Regions from separate parts of the Columba livia genome. Here region 2 is linked to region 1. A link is a contact called in public Hi-C data. All regions are on one chromosome and are shown on one strand. The core of a region is the stretch at or near the end of the contact, and the rest is flanking DNA. Distances in the headings are between cores, read along the strand shown.

The links. Hi-C and Micro-C count contacts between places; a contact is called where the count stands out from the background.
Region 2: a contact with region 1 is called in a Hi-C map of liver, with 2.2 times the contacts expected there. The contact joins the promoter of RASGRP3 here to the enhancer-like site in region 1. A contact is called at or near these places in 2 of 2 Hi-C or Micro-C datasets (crop and liver).

Annotation. Positions count from the first base shown.
Region 1 is chr3:86,707,620-86,714,504 of bColLiv1.pat.W.v2, forward strand. All of the region lies in intron 3 of LTBP1 (latent transforming growth factor beta binding protein 1), which reads left to right. Among named protein-coding and RNA genes, the nearest start is that of LTBP1, 34 kb to the left of the region's middle. Within about 2 kb of position 3,097, at least 1 of the 3 cell types and tissues checked has an H3K27ac peak away from gene starts, as active enhancers do.
Region 2 is chr3:86,893,545-86,900,137 of bColLiv1.pat.W.v2, forward strand. It overlaps RASGRP3 (RAS guanyl releasing protein 3), which reads left to right and starts at 3,770. Exons shown (of 17, transcript XM_005503786.3): 1 at 3,770-4,123.

The DNA.
Region 1 (6,885 bases), core at 1,847-4,346:
GGGCCGTTTCACAAACCAAAGCAGTCTATATATATAACGTACAGCAGAAGAAGGTGGAGGTTTAGATGCAGCTGTTGAAAGGAATGCTAGCAGTAGTTCTTGTGTAGACTATTAGGACAATTTACAGGGTCAGGCCCTACCATTGGTGCAAAGCAAATGGGCTGGTTCCTGCTTCAGTTCCTCTTTGAAGGTCCTGTGATCTGGTATATTGTGTGAAGCTGCCTGGATATTTTTTGAATGGTATTTTTCTGGTCTCACTCCTAGAAACACAGGGAAGGCTATGGCAAGAGTGGAATCATCTGCAGTCAGTGCAGTTGATACGCTGATCTAGACACTGCTGCTATGAAGAGACGTCAAGGACTGGTGAGAGTTAGGGCAGAATCTAACCTAGAACAGCAAGATAAGCTCCTAGAGGCGGCTTGTCTCTGTAGCACTTCTGTTTTGTTATCCTCTGTCAATTTTTTTCTGTTTTGTGTATGAAAGCAACTTTTCCAATTTCAGTTATTGAGGTATGTTTTTACATGTTTTCCTAGGATCATGGTGGTCAATGATACTTATATATTCCAGAGATTTTTATTATTTTTTTTTTTTTTTTTAAGAATATGGTGCTGAACAGAAGGAAAACTGGAGAGAGATGAATTTGCTGGAATATCTTGGATTTAGAACACAGGCATTTAGCACTAGCAAAGTCTGTCATAGCCCTGGGCTGAAGATGGATACTGTCAGATACAAGGTCATGTCTCGGAAGATTGTTAGCAGAAGATGTAGATATCTGTGACTGAAAACAAGTGGTGTCTCAGAAACAAAAAATTGCTTCTTATTGGAACCTGTTGTGAATTCTGATCTCAGTAACATGTGCTTTGCGGTCCTGGATTCCTGTGAAAGCTCTCCAGTAACATCTGGTGTCCCTTTCACATCTCATTCTCTCATGTACTGGCAGCAGCATAGCTCCAACAGCTTGACTTTATGCATTTACCAGCTGTAGGAACAGTTTTTTTTCCTTAAAGGGCACTTTCTAGTACAGTCACAAGGAGTACAGCATCAACCAGCTGGAGTTCAACAAGACACTGTTTTGGTGTCACAGCATTGCTCCTTCAGCCTTTTTTGGAGGCAGGTGTTGATGAAATTTCAAAGTTTGCTTTTGCAAAGCAAAGCTCATTAAAGGAGACGTGGGTGCACAGACTTTAGGTGACAGATTTAGAGAAATGTCTCCTGAGAGGTCTCCTCCAAACCTATACTGCTGGATCACTGGGTCTAGTTTCATGCTATTACAGGCAGGTGTATCACCTGCTAATTTTATTGAACCTGTCAAGCTGTGTCTTAAAACTATTTTTTACTTCTGTTCAAGCATGTAGTATATTTTTTCAGTATTTCCCCAACTTTTACTAATTGATGTGAAATTAATATGAATTTAGATTGGAAAAAAAATGTCTGAGAGAAGAACTGGGCATGGTGTTCTGACCTTACTGAAATCAGCAATGTAGGACAGTTGTAATTGAAAATGGAATATATTCTTTATGTAATCTGTAATTGTAAAGTATTTATTTACATATATATGTAAAATAATCTGTGAAGACTGACTTTGTACAAACTCTTGGCTAAGATTCACTGCAAAATATAAGAGACTGCTCTTTTAGCTATTTCCTATCTCGTGTACTAAGGGTTTTTTTTATCTTTGACTGCATGTAATTTATTTTCTAGAGCATGGCATTCTAAGATTGGTTCATGTGATGACTGATCAGTTGACGGTCTAAAAAAATAAGATAAATATTTCTTGAAGGTTAATAGCTAGTGTGAGAGTAAATATTTCTGGAGGACATCCATTTTCATCACAATTATGACAGTTCTTTTGTAGATAAGGTATACAGAACATGTGAAACTTCACTGCTTTTTAGTTAGAAGAGCCCTGGACTTGGACTTAGCTGTGATGTCTGTTTAAAAATACTTCATGGAAGCTCTTGACAGAATATTGGACTTCTGTCCAAAAATACTTTGACTTAAGACAAAACACAAAACCCCCACACTTTTTTAAGAAAAGCAAGGACTTTGGGGTAGTATTAGTATTAGAAGCACAGAAAAACTAAAACCTTGGGCTGGAAGTAAAAGCAATCTGGTCCAACACAATTCCCTATAAGAGGTTGCTTGGGGCTTTGTGCAGTTGAGCTTTGAACATTTTGAAGGCTGCAAGGTTGGGTATCTCACAGTATCTCTGGGCACCTGTTGCAATGTTTGACCACTCTCAAGAAAAACAAAACAAACATATGTAGTTGAAATTTCTGTTGTTGCACTTTGATTGTTACCCTTTGTCTCTTTGTATGTGGCTCAGTGTTCTCTATATGTTCTCAAGAGGCAGTTGTAGATTGCAATATCATACCCTTGAGCTGCCTTTTCTTAGACCTGAACATATTCACCTCCTTTAATCTCTCTTGATAGACTCTACGCTCCAGTCTCTCATAGCCTTGGTGGCCCGCTACTGGACTCAGTCTACTGTGTCAGTGTCTTTCTTGGTTTGGGGACACCGTAACTGGACACAATACTCCAGCTGCAGTCTCACAAGTGCCAGATAGAGGTAACAGTCATTCCCTTGACCTGCTTGGCTATGCCATTGCAAATGCAGCCCAATATATGATTGACATTCTTCATGCGGGGACATGCTGCTGACTCGTGTTCAGTTTGTCCACCAGGACCCCCAGGTCACTTTTTGCAGGGCTGCTTTCTAGCCATTTCAGTGCCAGGCCTGCACTGTTGCACAGAGTTGCTCTATCTCAGATACAGGGCTTTGTGTTTGCCTTTGAACATCATGAGCCCATTTCTCCAGCCTGTCAAAATCCCTCAGGCCTACAGCATAACAATCACTCCTCCAAATCGGAGTTGTCTGTGTAATTGCTGAGACTGCATTTTTCCCCTTCTCTGGATCATTAAAAAAGTTGTTGAACAATATTGGTCCCAGTATCGATCTTTAAGGAAAACGAATAGTTACCCATTTAACCTTCTGAGTTGGATTTTGTATCACTGAGTACCACCTATTCAGCCATGCAGTTTTTGCACCCACTTTATAATCCAGTTGTGTTTTACTGATTTTTGTGTAAGGAGACAGCTGTGTCAAACACCTTGCAAAAGTCCAAGGTAAAAAGACTCATCTTACTCATGTACCTAACTAGTCATCTCATCATAAAGTCAAACAAAACAAAAAAAAAATCTTAATCCAAGCTAAAACTAGAAAGTCTGTGAGGACTTCTTAACTTCTTAAAGTTGTAGTTCAATTGTTTTCATTCTCTCTTCGTGATACACTTCCCCTTCAAAGCCAGGAACTTGTATGATACACTGCCTTCTTTGTTCAGGAGGAGACACCGTCTCTTCCCTTGGGCTACACAGGGCAGCTGGAAATAACTGAACTATAATTCCAGCAATGATGTCTTGTAAAGTTAATATTTTTGGTTCTATGCAGAATATTCCATATTAATATTATTAAATCTGATTTTTCCCATTCTTGGGGCAATTTGGGATTTAATCTGTGTTCTTAGGCATGTGTGTGTATGTGTGCTCAGGGCTGATACACCTAGGTGTGTACTTGAGGGTATTGAGTGTATAGAGGGGTCTGAACAAATCCTTGAGTGAGCCATGACCACACTGTTAAGATACAACCATAGACCATTACCTTGGGCTTCAGAGCTTTTGTTTGTAAGTCATATGCTACATATGCCTTGCTAGAGCCCAGAGCCATGGCTGATTCATTCTAAGAAAAGAATGTCTAAATTCTGTGAGCTCGTATCAGCACCATGTGCTTTGAAATGTTGAGGTTGTGCTGCTTTTCAGGCTTCAAAATTTAACTCCAGTGGTCAGAGGTGAGGTTTTCTCAGCAGTTCTTGAGTCCCACCAGTTTGTGTTAGAGAGATGGAAAAGTGGCAGTCTATCTGCAGTGTTAAGCGGATGACTGTATCCCTTCGGTCTAGGCTTCTAACATGTAATGAACTCGCAATGTCCTTGTTACAGGTTTGCTAACACAAGGTGCCTCCAGGGAGAGTCGGGAAAATTAATATTTGATTGTGAGCTACTTGGGGTGGATTCTGAGGTGCCTTTGCACAGTGCTTTTAACAAAACACCTGCTGCAAGGAACTGTAGTGTACCCTGTTATCCCTCAGGTTACTGATTTCTTCCTAATCGACTTGAAAACTCTTTATCTAAGTCAGTTACTCATATTGTCCTGTGAGGCACACTCCTTTTGAGAATGTCAACATAGTATTCCCTCCCACAATCCCAGCAAATTGAACAGAGTCTGCAAGGTAAACAGCTTTTTAATTAAGTTATTGTCTTTGAGTGGTACTGGAATATATTCATGCTTCTGTATAACACCAAAATAGAGACATGCTGAGTTAGGTATACTCCATGTATGTAGAAATAATTGTCTCTGCTTTCAAGGCACTGCTTTTCAGGCAAGTAAATTACTTGTAAAAATACACTGGTGTCAGCTTAGTTGAAAAGACGGCTGTAAGCCACCATTCCAAAACAGTGTGTTTTGGGTTTTTTTTGCTGTGTTTGTTTGTTTTGTTGTTTGTGTTTGTTTGTTTGTTTTTCCCTTAGTTTAAAAAGCTCACGTGTGCCTAGCCATTCAGTGTTGGTATGAGGATATGTGTAGCAGAGGCTTTAATGAGGAGTTTTCAACGTCATTTGCTACTGTGTTGTGAACTGGTATGTTCTGTTCCAGTATGGCTTTTTTTTTTTTTTTTCCTTTTTTTAATTGTGCTGCTATTGGAACTTTTACCATTTATCAAGGAATTATTTCAGGAGATGTTGGGAAACAATCAGAAGAACTTCTTTCCGGTGGTTTGCTAGGGACTGAAGGAGCAAAGCTTTTCATGGGTAGCATGACTGTGTTTTTTAGTATTAGGAAGGAGTATTTGTATTGTTAAAATTTGGCTTGACGTAATACTGTTGTCACGTGGCAGAAAGTCTTTCTAGGCATTCAGTACGTGTACTTTTTAAAAAAGTTGCTCTCTTAGCAAATGTCTGTGATACCAGAAAAGCTATGCAACAATTTTATACTTGATTGAGACTTTTAACCCAAACAGTTAAAAGTAACTCACCCAGGTTAAAGTTTGTTTCTCTAAGCAAATTATAAAAACAGCATTGCACGTAGCCATTTTCCTCGGACCACCTATGGTCAGTAACCTAACAGGAATAATTTTCATGTAATTTTCATTTGCCACACTTTAGACCTGTGGGAATAGATCTCAGTAGGTTAATCTGGAAAACTAATGCCTATTTGGAAAATGGACTGTTAACGTTCAAAGAAAGAAAAACAAAGTGGTTTTTTACTGATATTAGGCATAGAAATGTGGTTTAACAGGGTTCTGTGTTTAGAAAAACTGAGGTGTTTTTGTTTAATGTTGTCATGATTGCTGAATCAGAGATATTTTCCTCTCTTTTAGGTATATTCAGCTTGGAGAAAAGGCTTACTATGTTTGTAGATGTGTCTGCCTTTAGTCATTGAATCAGAAATCTCGCTTAATATTTAATCTTTAACCCTTTAAAATAAAATTAGTTGCAACTATTAGCTGATTTGTATGTTATGGGTATTATATAACTTGTAGTATTGTCTTAACAGTTCCAGTCTATATTGAGAATTCATTCTTAATAACCTTATTAAACAGATAACAAAGACACAAAGAACCCCTCTTCAGGGGGTTCACTTGATCATACCAGTTTGCTAGTGTAGGAGATAACTAGATGTTTCAAGAATCTTCATTTGGAGAATGATGTGTCTTAGACAAAGGCAGATATATTTTCAGGACTGGGCCTATCTGATTAGTTACAAATGCATCAGCGATTTCTGATCTATGAAGAGCCTGTTCCACTCATGATTTAGGAACCCTGAGAGACATATACTTCATCTCCAGTAAAGTTATTTTCTTCAGTGCTAGAGTCTGAACACTTCACTGAGAAGCAGACTTCTTTCTGCTGAGAAGCAGCTTGCATTTTACCTAGGTCCCATAAAGGTTACATATGACATGTATCCTTCTACTTTGATAAATTCCTTCCAGGAATCTATTATATTATACAATATGTAATCAGTTGCTAATCTAACTGCTACCAAGGAGGTTTATTACTCATATCTTGGGTGTTACTGTTGATCAGTATCTGGTGAAAGACACTTTCGTTTGGTTGGGGTTTTTTTTGTTTGCTTGTTGTGGTTTTTTTATGATTGAATTTAATACATGAGTGTAAATGATGAAGAACCCTAGGCAGTTGGAGAAAGCCAAATCTTCTCCTGATGTTGTTGTTCAACTATTGATTGAGACTTTGTAACCAGCCAGTAGCTATTAGACTCTGCAGTAAATCCTTGTTGATTTCCCTCTTGAGCAAATTTTCCCTGCATTATCTCATAAGGCCTTAGAGAGAGGTGTTGGAGGACCAGAAGGTAGACTTTTGGCTAGTTTGAAGTGGTCAGCATAGATAGTGTTTTATGAGCTGTCTATTAGTATGCTCAGAAGTTATGTAGGCAATTAAATCATAACGACTTTGTTAAGCTACTTCCTACACTAAGCAAAGAACCTACTGTTATTCAGGAATTAAAATGCCTCCAGACTAACAGCTCACCAAAGCACTGTAATTATTGGTTGTTGAATTATTGAAATTCTCTGTGCTTGAAAACAAAAAGAACCATAGTTGCTGCTGTTGAGACATGGAATTTCCAGGATAAAGGAAGTATTTACAATAAACCAGCCTTCTTTACAGCTTTTTTGTTACTAATGCAATCTATAGCTTCAAAAATATCTCCTTCAGATGTGATATTTTCTGATAGGCTTTATTTATTGTAATAACTTTTAAAATTTAATGTACTCTTTCTACAGAAAACTTAAAATGCAACTGCAGACGGGCTTTATT
Region 2 (6,593 bases), core at 2,520-5,019, 190 kb after region 1:
GAGGAAAACAATGCATTTTCTATAGAGCGAATATAAGCTACAATTAGAAAGGCCCTTAAACTCACAGCTCCCCAGCTGCTATGAACTGGCACAGATCCATTAAAACCAATTGGCCAGACTCCCCAGACAGCTCCAATCAGTGTCGCGCCACTGAAGCTGATGAAGCAACACCAATTTGTAGAACCTAGGGATCTGGCCCACAGCCTGCACTGCAGTCCAGAAAGACCATCTGTGTTTAGCAGGATCAGAAGTCAAAAGGAAAGTCTGTGTCCTTATAATTTACTCAATACTATTGAGACAAGTGATTTCTATGGTGTGAAGTCAGGTAGACTAAACAAGAACTATAAGAGATAAAAACCTGATTATTGTTTCTTCCTCAGCATAGCTTCATCAGGGAAAGTTCTGGCATTTTTTGTAACATATCCCATGAGGCAGTGAGATGTGAAGGCAAGAAGAAGATGGGAGAGAAGAGGGACAGGAATAACACTATAAAAATATTCAAGTTATTTAATAAATTATAGGCATGACAAACCAGAGTGTGCTGCCCGCCCATGCCGACTTTATGTCAAACCCATTCCCACTGATGTCAGTGGAAAGTGTGGCGTAACACAATGCTGCTCAGCAGCACAGGGAGGGGCAGCATAAAAGCACAGAAGGCGGCTCAGGTAATTCAGCTTTTTATTTTGGAAACTGTTCTGAAAAAATTGATATTTAAGTTTCCTGGGAGTTTGGATACCATTTTTACCATTCTAATTGTGAAAAGCCAGATGCAGATTAGAACTAAGTAATCAGCACTAGGGTGAAACCATATCAAAGCATCTGGATGCATGTTTTGTGGCTCACTGGTAGAAATCAAAATTATTGTGTGTAGCCCCTCTGAGGTGTCCAGCCGAAAACAGTGTTTTTGTCGTGCTGCCATGGAATAAGCTCAGTCTAAGTTTTCTGTGGTGAAGAATTCATTATTACATTGATAAACTAACTCTGCACACAGGAACCCAGTGAAGAGTTTGCTTACATCCTTAATACATGCACACATGCATGTATTTTCAGGGCACAGAGTGTAAATTAACTGTGAAGACAAGATGCTTTGAATTCCAGAGGACCAAAAACATCCCCACGCATTCTGAGCACCACAGTGTCACTCTGCATCTGCTCATGTAGTCATTATATTTCCTTGAAGATAATTCATAAGAAAGACCAGTAAAAATGGGGCTGTCAGAGAAAATACATCTCTTCTGCTTTGACACAGAAAAAGTTAACTACACCTTACAAGCACTTGCCTTCAGCATTCTTTCTCACCCTGCTCTTAGCTTTCTTGTGGCTCTACCAGCTGCATGACCAATTCCCAAAGGAAACTCTGAAGTGGAAGGTCTGAAGATCTCTCTCAAGACAGACTGTCTCCTCAAGACTGCAAGAGTGAAGTGGGAGCGAAAATGTTTGCACACGGAGTGAGAACTTCTTCCAATGTGCAAAGTTGGAATGACAGAGGAGAGAAATCTCACTTTAACCTTTTATTCTATTTTCAGTGTTTGGAGATGTTTTGAATGACTTTGAGAAAAGATGTGTGTGCTTGAAAGAAAGACTGCCAGCAAAATCAGTGCAAGCAGGCTCCTGCGGCTGGGCTCTACTGGCACTGTGCTGACACAAGGCAAGCAGCTATTCAAGACTAAGCATACCGAGGGCTCTGGCAGTGCTTGGTGCTACCTGCACCACAATGCACAGAGAATGTGTGATGCAAATTCAAGTCTGTAACCACTAGCCACTCACTGAGCAGATTTAAGATTTAAACTCAGCTACATTTGAATAAAGGTATGCACAAATGAAATACTGCTAAACAGCTTTGCATTTCAGTGCTGTAATATTGTGGAGATCAACTTTGCAGAAACAGGGTGAGTTAGGCCCATTCCACAGCTGTGCCATAATAATGAATTCAATCAATTTTTACATATTGCCAGTCGTTCAGCCTTGGTCTAAGGTCTGAAAGAGCCAGAAAGACTTCAGCTTGCCTTCAGTCATCTCCATCACAGAACCTTTTCAGCTAAAACTGGTTCTATCCTTCAGCCGAAGTCATAATTTAATCCACTCTTCACTACAAAGAATTCTATTCCTCTTTGTCAGGTTTGTAGTATGTGATCTACAAACACTGGCATCTTCCTAAGACTTTAAACTTGTCTGCTAATTATCAATAGTAACACAAGAAAAAACATCATATATTTTGATCATATTTATATGGTAACTTTCAGGTCTTTCTAGAAATTAAATTATTGATTTTGAGAGGACTTTCGCTTGGAGCGCTACATTTTCATTTATTTTAAAAAGTACTTTAAAGGCAAGCCTTGGTCTTATTATTAATTTTCAAGAAGTCAATGAAAATGTTTATTTGCCCACCACTTGTACATGTATTCTTTCTTTCATAAACAACCACATTCTTACCATGGGAAACGGAATCTTTGCAAAGTTTTCAACAAGGCAGGCACTTTCCTGAAGATGGTCTTGATTTTTATATAAACCACTCTGGCATCATCTAGTCTGCCTGAAGCTAACACAGATTTCCTACATAAAACACCATAGGAGCTACCAGTCATGGTCATTGCCTACATAATATGACTGAAAGAAAAGGTTTAACATTTTCCAAATTCCTCAAATGCCACAGGTCCTTAACTCTCACCACTTTCAGCAGGACTTGAATGTGTATATTTCACATACAAATCTTAAACAGAAGAAAAATTACTTGTCCACATGGCAACATCTACCTTTTAAGTCTCTGCCTTCCCACTAAAATAATAATTAATCTCAAACCATACATTACAGTCTTAACTATCTTCAAGAAGCATGCTGCTTTTCTAACATGGAACTACCACTGTAAAGACCACAGAAAGCTTTTTTAACAGAATTTACCTAGCTTGTATAAATTGAAGGAAAGGCATGTACCTCAGACAACAAAAAAAGTGGGAATAGGGAGAAGAGATAAAGAGCCAGGTAAGCAGAGTACTACATTATCATCTTAATTAAGTATAATCTGAAAATGGTCCTCGACAGGGCCTTAGACGCTTGGTACGTATTTTTAAAACTACTAAGCTAAATCAAATTAAAATTGGGAAGCTTCTGGTCAAAAAACTGATCCAAAGCCCATTAAAATAATTGTTTATATCGAATTAATTCAAAACATTTATGTGAGGACTTTAACATAGTTGCTATTCAAGAGCTATTGCTGCATAGCTGTCCTCAATGAATACATGCACAACCGTTCTGTTTCCCTGTATGTAAATGCACTTTGCTTAAATGCTTCCAACCTCTTAGTCTCTGGCTTGAGGCAGCAGGGTGACACTGAGGAAGAAAGTACTCTGATGAAACAATGATTCATACACTTTAAATGTCATTCTTAAGCATGCAAGATCTGCACCTCTCATAACACATATTTTGCCATCCTAAAACACATTAGCCATCTTTGTCCTCTTTTCTAAGCAAAAGAAAATCTGTGTTCCAACTCTCCAGTCTCAAGCAATTTCAAAGATTTAATCAAAATTAAGTACTTAAGGGAAGTGATAATTACTTGAGAGACTAAGGTCAAAAGGCCTAAGTGCTACTGTGTCTTCTCATCTTTTTGTGGAGTGCAAAAGATTACATCCTAGCATGGTTTTGAAGATGTATTTTCCTCACACAACAGAACTGTGTCTGCAGAATAACCTTTATCAAATTATTTTACTTATATTGGTGGGGGAGGGCAAAAAAAAAACGAAGATCTTTCCTTTGTTTAAATGCATTTCCTGCCTTCCTTACTGCTATAGACTGTGTTGTGGCAGGCCTATTTATAGTCTAAAGAAAGGAAAAAGCACGACTGGAGGCAGGAAAACTAAGTTGGGAAAGAATAGAAGGAAGTGTGGCTGCCATTTAGCCAAACAATCTAGAACTAATTGAGCTCAAAAGAGCCCCAGCCTCAGTGAGGCTGCTGGGAGTGAACAGAGCACAATCCTGCTTCTCTCTCCAGGGCCCCACCAGGGCTGCTGAGTGTGAGAGTCACATACAGGACACTGCCGAGCAGCAAATAACCTCCACATCTCAACGTGAGAAGAACTCTTTAAAAAAGGGAGTGTACTGAAAGTTAGATACCTATCTAATTCAGGTAAGTGTCTCCTTCTGGCATTTCTGCTTGCTGCATTCTCCATGGCTTTTCAGATGTGGCCAGACTGGTAAATGAAAACAGAACAAGCTTTGGAGAAGGTACTGTATCTGATTTTTAGATAAAGAAATCTGAATTCAATTAAGGATTCTTCAGAACTTTCCTTAAGCAAAGAAGTCTTTGCCATATATCCATATAGTAATTTTGCTGTTTTCCTCACCTGTGTTGTGTTCATTTTATAATCTGTGATTAAGTACTAGAGAAATGTTGATGGTAACTGCATGCCCTAAAGAAAAACAATGAAGTCAACTCTGCATTAGATTAAATATATAGATTTAGAAACAGAGAGAGAGAGAGAGGGAGAAGTATGTGTAATATATATTTACACAAGATGTATTAATTTAGAATACATAAACATATCAAAATGTATATAATTTATAGCTGAAGTTTTGTGATAATTTAGTCATATGAGGTACATTTGAAGGTAGGAACTTAGTCAAAATTAAAGTACCTGAAAGTTTCTATAGGTTTAGAACTTATTATGGCAGGTAATTTTTGTGTGTGCATATGCATAAAAATATACTATATATAGATATCAATATGTATTATTCATTGTGGTTTTGCATTGCAATACCACGTAGTTGTCATTATGAGGTCTAATTTAAACTGACAGTAGAATTCAAGTGGAAATTTTTAATTTTGTTATTTTCTGATACTATACAGTTATACTATCTTGACTACAGGTGTAAAAAGCTCCATCTTAAGACATACCCGTGTGCAGACCATATTAATTCATTGAATTAGCATCAAAAAGACAGAATTTTAAGGGGGGGAAATGAAAAGTTAAGATTGTGTTTGATTTTTTCCAGTTTCCAATATGTCCTTTGCTCTTCTAACAAAGGAAATGCTGTTGTGATTTGAAGGCAGGAGGATAGAAGCGGTAAAGTACTAGATTCAGGATTTCATCATGTAATTTTCATCTTCTTTGAATGATCTGTGAGAATAAGCTTTGTATTACTCTTGTGTGAGCACATTACATTGATGCATATGCCATTCAGATTATTCATTTGTTATTCAGTTGTTGCTTAGGATTAGTGGTTTATTGTAAACAGTTGCTGGTGAGTAAAAAGGAAGTGTGATGTGCTGTTATTCTACTGTATCCCTGTAGGATGCTATTATGTTTAAAGTCTGTTATTGTGAAGATACAAGGCAAAATGTCATCTATGTGAGGGAAAAGCTGTGACAGGACAATTGTGAACTGCAGCAGTCAGTTGAAAATCTGATCCAGGAAGGTGCCAAGCAGCAATTCCAATGGAGCAGATGTTAGTCAATGGTCATAGAAAGGATCAGGCTTTTCTTTATCTGATTTCAAAAATCAGATACAAAAAAAAAAAGGGGGGGGCGGGGGATGGCTAAATAAAAAATGTAAGATTAACTGTGTAACCACCATTATGAAAGACAAGTTTTTGTAAAACTCATAGGATGGAGGTGATAAAATGTACTGATACACTTTCACATTTATCTGTGGAAATTATATTATAGATGGTGCTTAGAAATTGCCTATTTAATACCCTTAGTAGATTCATATACTTAATGAAGAATGAACAGAACAAATTCTGATGAGAGGCGCAGACACAAACCCATTGAAGCGAAGAGAGTTGTTCATACCACTGAGAACAGTTTCTGTTTCTTAGATTATGCTGTATGGCTAACATGACAATGGCTCAGAGCTACCCTGTTCTTTCTTCAATCCCTTCTCCCATTTTAACATCTAGGGCAGGCTCAAAGCAACTCAGAACTTGGGAAAATGTGTCAGCAATACAGCCAGTGGCGCTCAAAACACACTATGCAGTTTCCAAATAAGTCAGATTGTTTTAGAAAGAACTCCATTTTAGAAATGACTGTTAGGTTTTCTGTCTTCAAGAACTTGAGGCTAGTATTTTCAAGCTTGTCTCCGTAACTGCGAGAGTTACTAACCCTAGTTTAAAAAATGGAAACTACTTTACATAGTCAGATAATCAAAGATGTAGCAACTTTAGGGGAAAAAACACACAAACTGCAAGAGTTCACAAGTTCATGAGTTCGAAGTCTGCAAACTAAGAGTTTTGTCCTGAAGAGACAATCATTCCAGAAGGCCTTAGAATGAAATTTACACCTCTGCACCTTATAAAATCTTATTACCTGCTAGGGTCTAACTTCTCTGCAGGAGATTATTTGTACATAAACACTTCTGAGTGTTCACAAGTACTAATGAGGTTGCAATTATTAAGGCTCCAAACTAAAAATTAAATATGAGATTTTGATATACCAGAAAGAATTGGAGGTTAACTTGCTTTCTACCCTGCCAATATTTTGCCAGGAGACACAAAAAAGTTTAGGGTTGGCAAATAAATACTTCAGTTAACTGTCACTGCTGCTGATTTACAGAAAAATTGCATGACTTAAAAAAACAATGTCACTTTGGGTGACAGGC